3 separate regions of the Anas platyrhynchos genome follow, and all the other regions are linked to region 1. Evidence: chromatin contacts called from public Hi-C data. All regions are on one chromosome and are shown on one strand. Each heading gives the region's core, a stretch centred on a gene start, on an enhancer-like site or on the middle of the called end of the contact. The rest is flanking DNA. Distances are from core to core; before and after follow the strand shown.

The links. A called contact is a pair of places that touch in the nucleus more often than the background predicts.
Region 2: a contact with region 1 is called in a Hi-C map of subcutaneous adipose tissue, with 2.3 times the contacts expected there. The contact joins two enhancer-like sites. A contact is called at or near these places in 3 of 8 Hi-C or Micro-C datasets (F5 follicle, liver and subcutaneous adipose tissue).
Region 3: a contact with region 1 is called in a Hi-C map of subcutaneous adipose tissue, with 2.5 times the contacts expected there. The contact joins two enhancer-like sites. A contact is called at or near these places in 4 of 8 Hi-C or Micro-C datasets (F1 follicle, skeletal muscle and subcutaneous adipose tissue).

What each region holds. Positions count from the first base shown.
Region 1 is chr6:19,473,453-19,476,701 of IASCAAS_PekinDuck_T2T, forward strand. CAMK2G (calcium/calmodulin dependent protein kinase II gamma) reads left to right here. Exons shown (of 23, transcript XM_027459811.3): 19 at 1,307-1,432. Among named protein-coding and RNA genes, the nearest start is that of NDST2, 14 kb to the right of the region's middle. Within about 2 kb of position 1,574, at least 3 of the 8 cell types and tissues checked have an H3K27ac peak or open chromatin away from gene starts, as enhancers often do. A contact at or near this core is called in F1 follicle and subcutaneous adipose tissue, where this site is marked.
Region 2 is chr6:19,630,561-19,633,809 of IASCAAS_PekinDuck_T2T, forward strand. It overlaps ZSWIM8 (zinc finger SWIM-type containing 8), which reads right to left. Exons shown (of 25, transcript XM_038181257.2): 22 at 3,042-3,210. Among named protein-coding and RNA genes, the nearest start is that of ZSWIM8, 60 kb to the right of the region's middle. Within about 2 kb of position 1,806, at least 3 of the 8 cell types and tissues checked have an H3K27ac peak or open chromatin away from gene starts, as enhancers often do. A contact at or near this core is called in subcutaneous adipose tissue, where this site is marked.
Region 3 is chr6:19,608,120-19,611,368 of IASCAAS_PekinDuck_T2T, forward strand. It overlaps NDST2 (N-deacetylase and N-sulfotransferase 2), which reads left to right. Exons shown (of 16, transcript XM_027459798.3): 9 at 1,641-1,823; 10 at 2,628-2,724. Among named protein-coding and RNA genes, the nearest start is that of ZSWIM8, 83 kb to the right of the region's middle. Within about 2 kb of position 1,737, at least 4 of the 8 cell types and tissues checked have an H3K27ac peak or open chromatin away from gene starts, as enhancers often do. A contact at or near this core is called in F1 follicle and subcutaneous adipose tissue, where this site is marked.

The sequences.
Region 1 (3,249 bases), core at 324-2,823:
CATCTCCCTTCCTCCAAAATACCCTCCTTTGCACACTGAAAACTTCCAAGCTTTTCCTTCCCCTTTTGAAAAGGCAGAATCTCATCCAGATCAATTTCATTCCTTTGCTTTCATCTGGGTGAGGTGTGGGCTTCTTAGGAGAGATGTCTCTTGGGGTTTCCCTGGGAAAGTCGCTGCATCTCTGTAGGTTCCTTTTCTGTAAATGGGGTCAGTGGTGCAGTTCTGCAATGGAGGGGGATGTGTGAGGCTGAATTCAGTCTCACTTGGCAAGAACTTAGGAGCTCCCTGGATGCTGATGGTGCATCAGGTGCACCTAGTGAAAATCCTTGAATAATGTTGGCTCTGAGGGGCATCTTTCTCTCTGTTGTGCTTTACTTTGCATGTCTGCCGTGCTCAGTTGCTGGTAGCGTGGTTAGTCTGTCAACTATGTTGCCCTGATCCCTCCCGAACCAGCTGTCTCCGTAGAGGAATCTGTGGCTGAACACCTCTGAAATGAGGTGTGAGAATGCTAGCAGGTCGGACATTTAGGTGGGGTCTCAGCCTTCCCCCTACACATGTACCTTACTAGTTGTCTGACTGCTTAATGCTGCGACAGATCCTTAATGTGAGTTGGGTACACCTGAAGTATTTGATTCTGCTCAGGGCAGTCTGGTGGGAAGAGAGGAGCAGGCATGCCCTCTTCTGTCTCCTCCTGTCATCTATTCCTGGTTTCCTGCGCACAGCGCCAGTGCCTCATGATGCAGCAGTCAGAGCCTCCGTGTTAATGTTTCTGAAGTAGCTCTAAGAATGTCAAACTGCTGGTTTGTGAGGCATAATGGGCATGGTGTTTTGTCTAGCCAGAATGGAAGGGAAATGATCTCGAGTCCGTTTTGCAGTGAACTGTCCATCACCGCTTCCTTATTACCTCGTTCCTCTTGTTCTTGGCGAGGCCCTGCGTGGAGCCCCGAGGAGCAGCAGCGAGCAGTGCGGGGCAGCGTTCTCCCTCCCCGCTCCTCTCCGGGTTGGTGTGCAGTGGTTTGGCTGCCCTGCTTCCTTTCTCCCTCTCTCCCACCTCGTACTTGCCCTCTGCTGCTCTGTCACCCTCCTGGCCAGCGTGAGCTCTCCCTCAGAGCACCCCCAGCACTCCGAGGGGTGCCCCACGGGACAGGCTGCGGAGCAGAGCGGGCACAGCTCGCTGGGACGGGGGCGTCTCTGTGTGCCCACGGGTTGGGGCTTGCGTGTGTTTGTATTTCTGTGTTGGTCTTTATTTTGCTTTCTGGTTTACGTTCGTTTGTTCATTATTTTAACGCTTACGTTTGTTTTGCAGCTACCCAGTCTTGTGAAGAGAAGCTTCTTGCCTGGGACAGCCCAGGGCAGACACTGGAGTTAGAGCGTGCTCGGTCGGAGCCCTTGCTAACTCCAGTAGTTCCCTTTGTGCACAGCAGTGCACCGTGTAAGTTAGCAGCTGGGTAGCAGTAGCCGAGTAGTGCGACTGACTAGCTCCCCTAGGCGCCGGGCTCCCCTTCTCCCCAACACCTCACCCCCCCGGGCCGGCCGGGCACGGCGAGCCCCGGGCAGGCCGCAGGCCTCGGGCCGCCCCCAGGCGGCGCTCCCGGGCCGGGCCTGGGCCGGCTGCGGGGAGCGGCGGAGGCCGCCGGGGGGAGCCCCGGGGCCGGGCCCGCGCTGCGCGGCCCCCTCGGGGGTGCAGCACAGCTGGTGGGAACGCCGTCCTGCCCCCGGTCCGGGGACGCTGCCCGCTGCAAAACGCGGGTCGCCTTCTGTGTGTCACTGCGGGCTCGGGACATGTAGGAGAAGCCAGAAGGCAAGCGCAGTCTGATGGAGAGGATTTGCGCTGAAGGGTCAGCGCTGCTGTGTGGTGACGTTTGGGAGACGGGTGCAGGTCTTGAGACGAGCCAGCACACGGTGGCTGCGGTCTGCAGATTTGGCATTCATCCCAAGTGGAGCCTTTCCCATGGACCATGTTTTACAGGTGTGGCACATGTTCAGGAGGGGGATCCAATGTGTAGCCATGCTTCGTGGGGAAGCCGTTCCAGGCGATTTGCTTGTGAAAGTGTTTTTCATAATAGGCATAGCCCACTGTGTCATTTTGATCCATTCCTTCTATATGTCACTTCGTATGTGGAAATTTATACAGCCCGAGCAGTAAAACTAGCTCCCTTACCACCACGAGCCAGTTGTTCCCTAACCAAGATGTTCCCGTGGCTAACTGGGTAGTATAATCCTCTTAATAGATTTCCAGAGTGGGTGCAGGCATCTTTCTGAGCCACTGGGATTATCACCTTGTTGCTCTTCAGCTGTGCTTCCCAGTGCTGGGATGATACGCGCATGTGGATGAAAGTTTAAGGTGGAGGGGAGTTTGCACTAACATCTTCTGGCATCTACAGTGGGAGTCAGCTTTTCTGAATTGGACACCTAAAGATGGTAGGTTGTGTTTCAGGGCTGTGCTCCTAATGATAGGCATCTGAAATACCTCAGGTGAGGCTTGCAGAGTTGCTTACTTCTTTCAGGGCCTAAAGGAGAAGACTGGTGACTAGTTCCATTTCAGACACCTACACTTCAGATGCCTAAGGGCAGATGAATTACAGTTCTGGTGGTAGGGATTAGAAATTATGTGGTAATGGTGATGGTGAAGACAATGATAGAGCACCTCCTATACACTTGTATGATGTGTACCATAGCCTACCTCAAGGGAAACTGTGGGGAAGGCTGAAGATCTGTTGGGTGTGCATACAGTCATAGACCTTAAGTAGTGTTACTTCACAGAGCTGAGCCAAACTCTGTCAGTTTGAAGGACTCCAGATATCAGTAAGGGTGATGGAAGGCTTCAAAGGGGATGGGGCATCAGCTGTGGTAAACCAAGAGAAGGAAGTGCAGAGGTGCATTCCAGAGCAAGGTCGAATCAGCAGTAGACAGCTAGCCAGCTGTCTTTGCTCATCTTGAAGTTCAGTGTGCTGGGGCTGGGTTAACGGCAGTGCTGGTAAGGGCTCTGCCATAGGGATCTGCCTGAGGGACAGAGTGCATACTAGTGTATACCTAGGGCCTGTTCATCCAACCCATCCATCCTGCTGCGGTTGTCTTTCTAGCTTGTGGAAGTCATCCCTACATGTCCCAGTTGCTTGTTTGCAGCATTCATAATAGCTGAGGTATTGGTGATGGTGATAGGCAAGTTGTTGGGAGATTTTTTCCAATTCGCTTGGTCTGTGTGGTGGCCATTGGCCCATGGCTACTGTGGTGAAGAGTTTCTACAAC
Region 2 (3,249 bases), core at 556-3,055, 160 kb after region 1:
TGTAAGGCAGAGACAGTTTCCTCACAACCAGTGTGGCTGTGAGAACACCATTACATCCCCACGCTCCGTGTCAGTCTTCAACAACCTAGTTGGAGAGGCACAGGTCACATCCCTCTGTGCCTCTGAAGACTCAACTGGTGTTAAGCTAGAGGTGTGCCTGCACCATCTGTGAGCAGCAGGAACTGAACTCCACTGTTTCACACTGTCACAACTTCCACAACCACATCCTCAGAACGCCCTCCAGACTCCTTTAGAATACACCAGCTGAGAGGCAAGACTCTTCCCCGTTCTAACCCACTGAGCTTTCTCTTCTACTCTCATAGCTCTCAGCAGCAACTTTTCAACCTTCATAGCAAAGGAGGAAGGATTGCTATGCCTCCCTTATAAACTGGCTTTCCCCAGGTAGCTAGGATGCCATCGCCCCCAACAGGTGCAGTAGCGAATTACCAAACAAGAGTGAAAACCTGCAGCCCTGCCCTGAATCCCTCTGACGGGGCCATAGAAACCCACTTGGCCATCCTTACCAACTCGGTATGCGGAGTGGAGGTAGTGCAGACCCTGAGGGCTCACAGGCTGACTGTGCTGCTCATCCTCGGCAGGAAAACCCCCTGTAACAAGGGAGTTGGGCTGTGAGGACAGAGTTGTCAAGGAAGCCCCCTGAATCGCTGGGAACGTTGATCCTGCATGGACACTTCCTACTGAAGAGAGCAAAACAGCAGCATTAGGACCCACCACCAAGCCTAGAAGAAGGTTTACTTGGGCCGTCATCTCCCTCAACTGACCACCCCCTGCCAATGTACTGTCCTGTTCCCCTAAACAGAACAATACAGCAACTGAAAACCACAGACTTAAAACTGAAATACAAGGGGCTAAGAATATCTCTATTTTATTTGCAAGCAGGGCCTGAAGGGGGTCAATTTACACACTTGCCCATCTCTTCTGCAATATACCATGGACGTGCATATCATCCATGTTTTACATGTAAATAGAGGTATTGACTCCAAGGCCTTTGCTATTACTAAATGATGTTTGGTTCTGATTTCTTGTCTACGGAAACACACACATGCACATCTACATCTGATGTGAAACTGCTGAGGAAAATCCCTGAGCCAGAACAGTATTAAGTCTCTCAAAGAAAGTCTAACATTGCAAAGTTCTTCCACTCCTGTTTAAGTCAGCTATGACTCCATCCAGATACTATGTGGGAAGAACATTACTGGAGGCTAGCTTCCAATCAAACCTTGTAAAGAACAGCTGTTGCATACACTGGCAGCAGTTATCTACAGTAAAAACTGCAAGGGAACTTGAGAAGGTTCTGTCACGTTCAGACAGTGAACTAATATGGGCAAATTCAAGGGAAATCACAGGAAAACCCATTACACATTGTACTACACAAGCTTGTATAGACAGCAGCTAATACTGAGCCAGTAAGCTGTATTCTGACAAGGGACTCAAGTTAATCTTTCTCTCAAGAAAGGCATGGAGAAGGAAAAACAAGGTTTTCTTGAGCATTTCAGAGCAGAGATGCTATTAGGTGGGTGCACATTGCCACTTGTATTTCACAGGTTCTCTGTGATACTATTACACCATGGTAGTGGTAGTTCTCATGTGGTGCTACTACACATTTGGGCAATGCTCCAAATTCTGATTTCTCTCTTCCCCTGACCCCTCCAACATTTTTTTTAATGTTTACTAGTGAACAGCTGAATAACTGAGAACAATGTGCCTCCCAGGACAGATCTGTCTGACCTCCTCAGCCAAGCAAACACACAGTGCCAAACAATCCACAAAGTGGGGCAAAATCCACGCTGCATTTGACGTCTGGCCGAGGAGAAAAACCCACAAGAATGAGCTAAGCTGAACTGTTGCCAGAGCCTGAGCATCACCATGTGCCTATGTACTCCAGGAACAGCAAAACCGTATTTTAAGAACTGAAAACAAGTTTCTGAAAACCATAAACAATGGCAAGTGGGAAGGGTGGGGTTGTTTTATTCTTTTGTTAGTGTAAGTGCTCTAGGATTAGTTAACACTTCTAGAAGATTCATAACTCTTACAGAAATGGCTTCTCATTGCTAAGAGTCGCAGCATCAGCCTAGGACTAAGGCTGTCAGCAAAAGATACTCTTTATATCCTGAGGCCTTCAGGACTCTTGTATTTCCTTTTGCGGTGTCTTTTGGCATTGAAATTAAAGATAGCGCACTTAAAAGTAACTGAAAAGGAATCCCCTTTCTCCTGATAATCTGGATATGAAGGAGGCCAGCACATCTCTTAAGTGTTTTCCCACATGCCAAGTTTCCAGAACCTAGTGAGTTGCAACACACTGATAGATAAACAAATTCATAAACAGACACATCATAGCCACTGCAGTTAGGGCATAACAGAGCCTGGGTCCAACCACAACTTGCTAGTGCAGAACCCCGTGGCAATGAGAACACGTCCACAACTCAGTCAACATATGCTGTTCCAGTGCTGCTCACTGCCTGATGATCTCCACCACCACTCAAGCCCCAACACAACGTGTGAGCAGTCGTTCAGACTGCCATTGCCATGACTGCCAAAACATCTGTCCTCTCTACAGAGGTTCCACGTTTCAGGTACCGGCTGCCTCAAATTCCTCAGGGCATGAAAGACACCTATTAATGCTACTGCCTGTTCGTCTGATCCAAAGGAACCACTGCTCAAGATCATCTATGCTCACCTTGTCTTGAGGAGAGGCTGCTGAGGGGGAAAAAAATAACAAAGAGGGCTAAAGCTCTAGCAAGTTAGAGGTCAGAAGGGCCAGGACACCTCCAAACAGAGAGCTCAGTACTGGAAATGTATCTACACAGAAATTAAAGCTCCACTAGCTGAATCAGGCCCCATAATGAACCAGTACCCCTGAGCATGCGCATCTTTAGGCTGGGGTGGATTTGTTCAGAACTTCTCAGAGCAATAACTCTGGTGCCAACCAACCAATGTTGGTGAGGAGCAGGACGTGGCTGGGGTACAGCTGTGAGGCTGTACCTCCTATGCTACGCCCAGTCCAGGGCTGTAACACTTACTCGCTACATTGGAAGACAGTGACAGTCCCGTCTCGCTGTGATAGGGATGCACCGCAATCTGCGTCATGGATGGGACTGGCACACCAGGGAATGACACTGCTGTAGCTGCCAGTGATGGCGTTGTTACCGAGTAAGGGTATTGAGCTCCTATGAACGCTGGATGGACACCCTAAAAAAGAAGATGAGCAACAGTCATGCCTACTCTATT
Region 3 (3,249 bases), core at 487-2,986, 130 kb after region 1:
TGCACACTTGGGGAAATGTCTCTTTGGTTGGTCTTGTCTTGTGAGCCACGTTGCTTGAGACTGTCTGCAGATGATAGCATTACTTATGTGAGACACAGATGGCATGAAGATCTTACTGAATGCAATTAGTCTTGAGACATAGTGGCTAACCTTGGTCCCATGCAAGCTTTTTATTCTGCAAACCTTGAAAGTGTTCCTGATGGTGCTCTGTGTCCTCCCTGCTGCAGTGCTTGGATTATGGCAGTGGGTCAGGCACTTCGTGCAGCAAACCTTTCCTCTAAATGTTCCACCAGTATGTCAGGGGATGAGGCACCCTTTGCTATCACACCACCTCCTGGTGTCTCTCAAAAATGGGAAAAAGACAACAGGAGACGCATCCTTTTGCCTTCCAGTGTGCTCCATACTACAGCCCAGATCTTTCTGTGCTTTGCTGTGTCGAACTGAGCACATCCTTTTTGCACAACAGCACCAAGTGCACGCTGCTCTTTGAAGTGTGGGTGCCACAGCCTGTCTAGCAGGGCCCCTGTCAGCTTGGTAGGAAACCAGAAGTGAAAAATTCACAGGCAGACAAATGTGCTAACTCTCTAACTCCATTCAGTTTCTGCGTGTCCCAGAGTGCCACCACTATTTGCTGTTGCATATGCAAAGACCCTGATGTGTGATCCCTTCATGGACAGGATTAAATTAATTTCCAGTGTCTTGGGGATGGTCAGTCACAGAGGTACTATCGCTCAGCAGCTCCAGCTGAGATGCACTGGTAACAGCCCGTGGTGACACTGGGCAGAAAACTGAATTCAGACCTCCTGAGTGCCAGCAAACCTCTTCATCCAAACCCATCTGTCTCCCCCCTCCTCCTTTTGCTCTTCCCTACTAGGAGAAGGAAGGCCATTCCTGCCCCCTGCCAACACAGCCTCTTGTTGGCTGCTGGCCTCACCAGGATTGAGCAGTGCCATTACTGAGGTCCCCTCCCCTCCCTGCAGCAGCAGGCACTGGATGCGGAGGGCTCTGTCACACATAAGTCATTCTTCCATTGGCCTTAACGTGCTGCTTTTGTTTTGCTGACTTCTAGCCTTGGTGTGGTTCTAGCCTCGTTTCTGGCAAAGCGCTGCTGGGTTGAATTGACAGAAATCCACTGCATTCCCCTAGGCACAGGCTGCAGGCCTGCAATAACTCCTGTGAAAACTTGTCCTGTGCCCTGGTGTGCAGCATGCTGCCCCGCTCCCAGCGGCTGCCCTGCTGGTTGGAGCAGATGCTGCAGCTACAGCTGCCCTGGCAGTGCCTTGGAGAGAGAAGGGGAAGCTCCTGTTTTTGTCTAGAGAGAGTCACTGCCTGTTCCCCAATATGTCCCAGAGCCACCTGAAGGGGCTTTTGAAACTGTTCGGGACTCACAGGCAGAGCTTACCTCTGCCGCCACTCCCAGAGGTTACTGAGAGGTGCGTGTCCCTCCTTCCGTCCTGAGTTTCTGCTGCCTTGCAAACACAAAATATATTTAATTTTTCAGCGGTGCAGTGCTGTTTGTCAGCCCAGACAGGCAGGGCAGCCTGAGGTGCGAACGGCCTCTTCCTGGCAGCACAAACAAGCCAGGAGGAAACAGCACCATTACCTGCTTTAGCAGCATCCCATGTCCTCCTTCTTTTCAGATCAGCATCTTCATGACCCACCTGTCTAACTATGGGAATGACCGCCTGGGACTGTACACCTTTGAGAGCCTGGTCAAGTTTGTGCAGTGCTGGACCAATCTTCGCCTGCAAACACTGCCCCCTGTCCAACTTGCAAAAAAGTACTTCGAAATCTTTCCCCAGGAGAAGAATCCCTTGTGGCAGGTGAGAAGGCAGTTTTAACCGCTCTTAGTGGTTTTCCAAGAGGTGTGTCCCACACTTACAGCAGAGAGACTGCTGCTGCAGAGCACAGCGTGGTAATGCATGAAGTCGTTAGGTTTAACCTTTGTGGCTTCAGGCTGCAGGGGGCAAATCGCAAAGTGGAAGGGATGGGGGACCAGGGGTGGTAGGCCGCAGTCACAGTGTGAGCTTGGAGGCAAGGATGGCTGTCAGAGGTGACTGGAAGGAGGTTGGTGGAAGTTTGGATCATGAAAGGGCTTATATTAGAGCAAGGCGCTGTGAAATGTTAAGTGTATGAGGAAAGGAGCCCTGTTTGTTGCTGGAAAAGCTTGCAGGCATGTTAATGTGATTAATCGTAAAGTAATTTCACACCGCAGAATTCATGTTCATTAAATAAAAACATGTTTATTCCATTTTATCCCAGCACAGCAGCTCTCTGCATGGTAATGAGCAGATGAAATTAGCTGAGGGTGATAGAGTTGTCTGTCTGCCAGAATTCCACAGATGCTGAGCTGTACTATCGGGGGGGCCCCACCCAGTGTGGCTGCGTAGGGCAAGACCTGTGGTTAACACTCTCAGGGGGACTTTGGCTCCTGTATCACTTTGGAGTTTGAAAATGTTCCCTCCTGTTTTCTCTAATTCTTCTTGATGCCTGGCAGAGCAGCAGTGTGGCTGTGAAGTGTTCTTCATATGCTAATAGCATCTTCCCTGGAGGACTGGCCTGGCAGCTTTTCCTCCCCTTTCCATTTGCTCCTGTGGTAATGCTTAATCCCATCTCTTATGCTGCAGAATCCCTGCGATGATAAGAGGCACAAGGATATCTGGTCCAAAGAGAAAACATGTGATCGACTCCCCAAGTTCCTCATCGTGGGACCTCAGAAAACTGGTAATGTTTATCTTTCTAATTTATCTAAAAAGTAGATTGCAACTTTCATCTCATTCCTCTAGAGAGGAGAGCTGGAAGGATCTCTGTTGTAGATCTGTATGGCTGCCCTTTGTGCAAGCTGCCAAATGACCACAGAGGATATTTCAGAGAATGTCAGATTTGGTCTAAATTAAATCTGGCAAGTCTGTCACTTTGCATGTTGGCAGTTTCCTCAGATCAGTCCTGATTTGCAGGAAGAAGCCCTACCTGCAGAGCTGTGTTTTGGCTTTTCCCCACGAGCTCAGAGAAACCATGACCTTTCTTAGATTTTCACAAGACACAAGCTGTCAGCAGGACTAAACACACGCTTAGCAAAGGTTACGATGAATGTCCCCTAGTGCTTTTATTGCGACAGATCTCTGTGCGCACTGCATGCTCCATGTCACTGCCAGTAGGAGGCTGAGATCCTCTTTTGTCTGACCTCTGTCACCAGCTCTTAACTGCTGTGGCATCGTGGTTGGCAGCTGTACGTACTGTCCTGAGGAC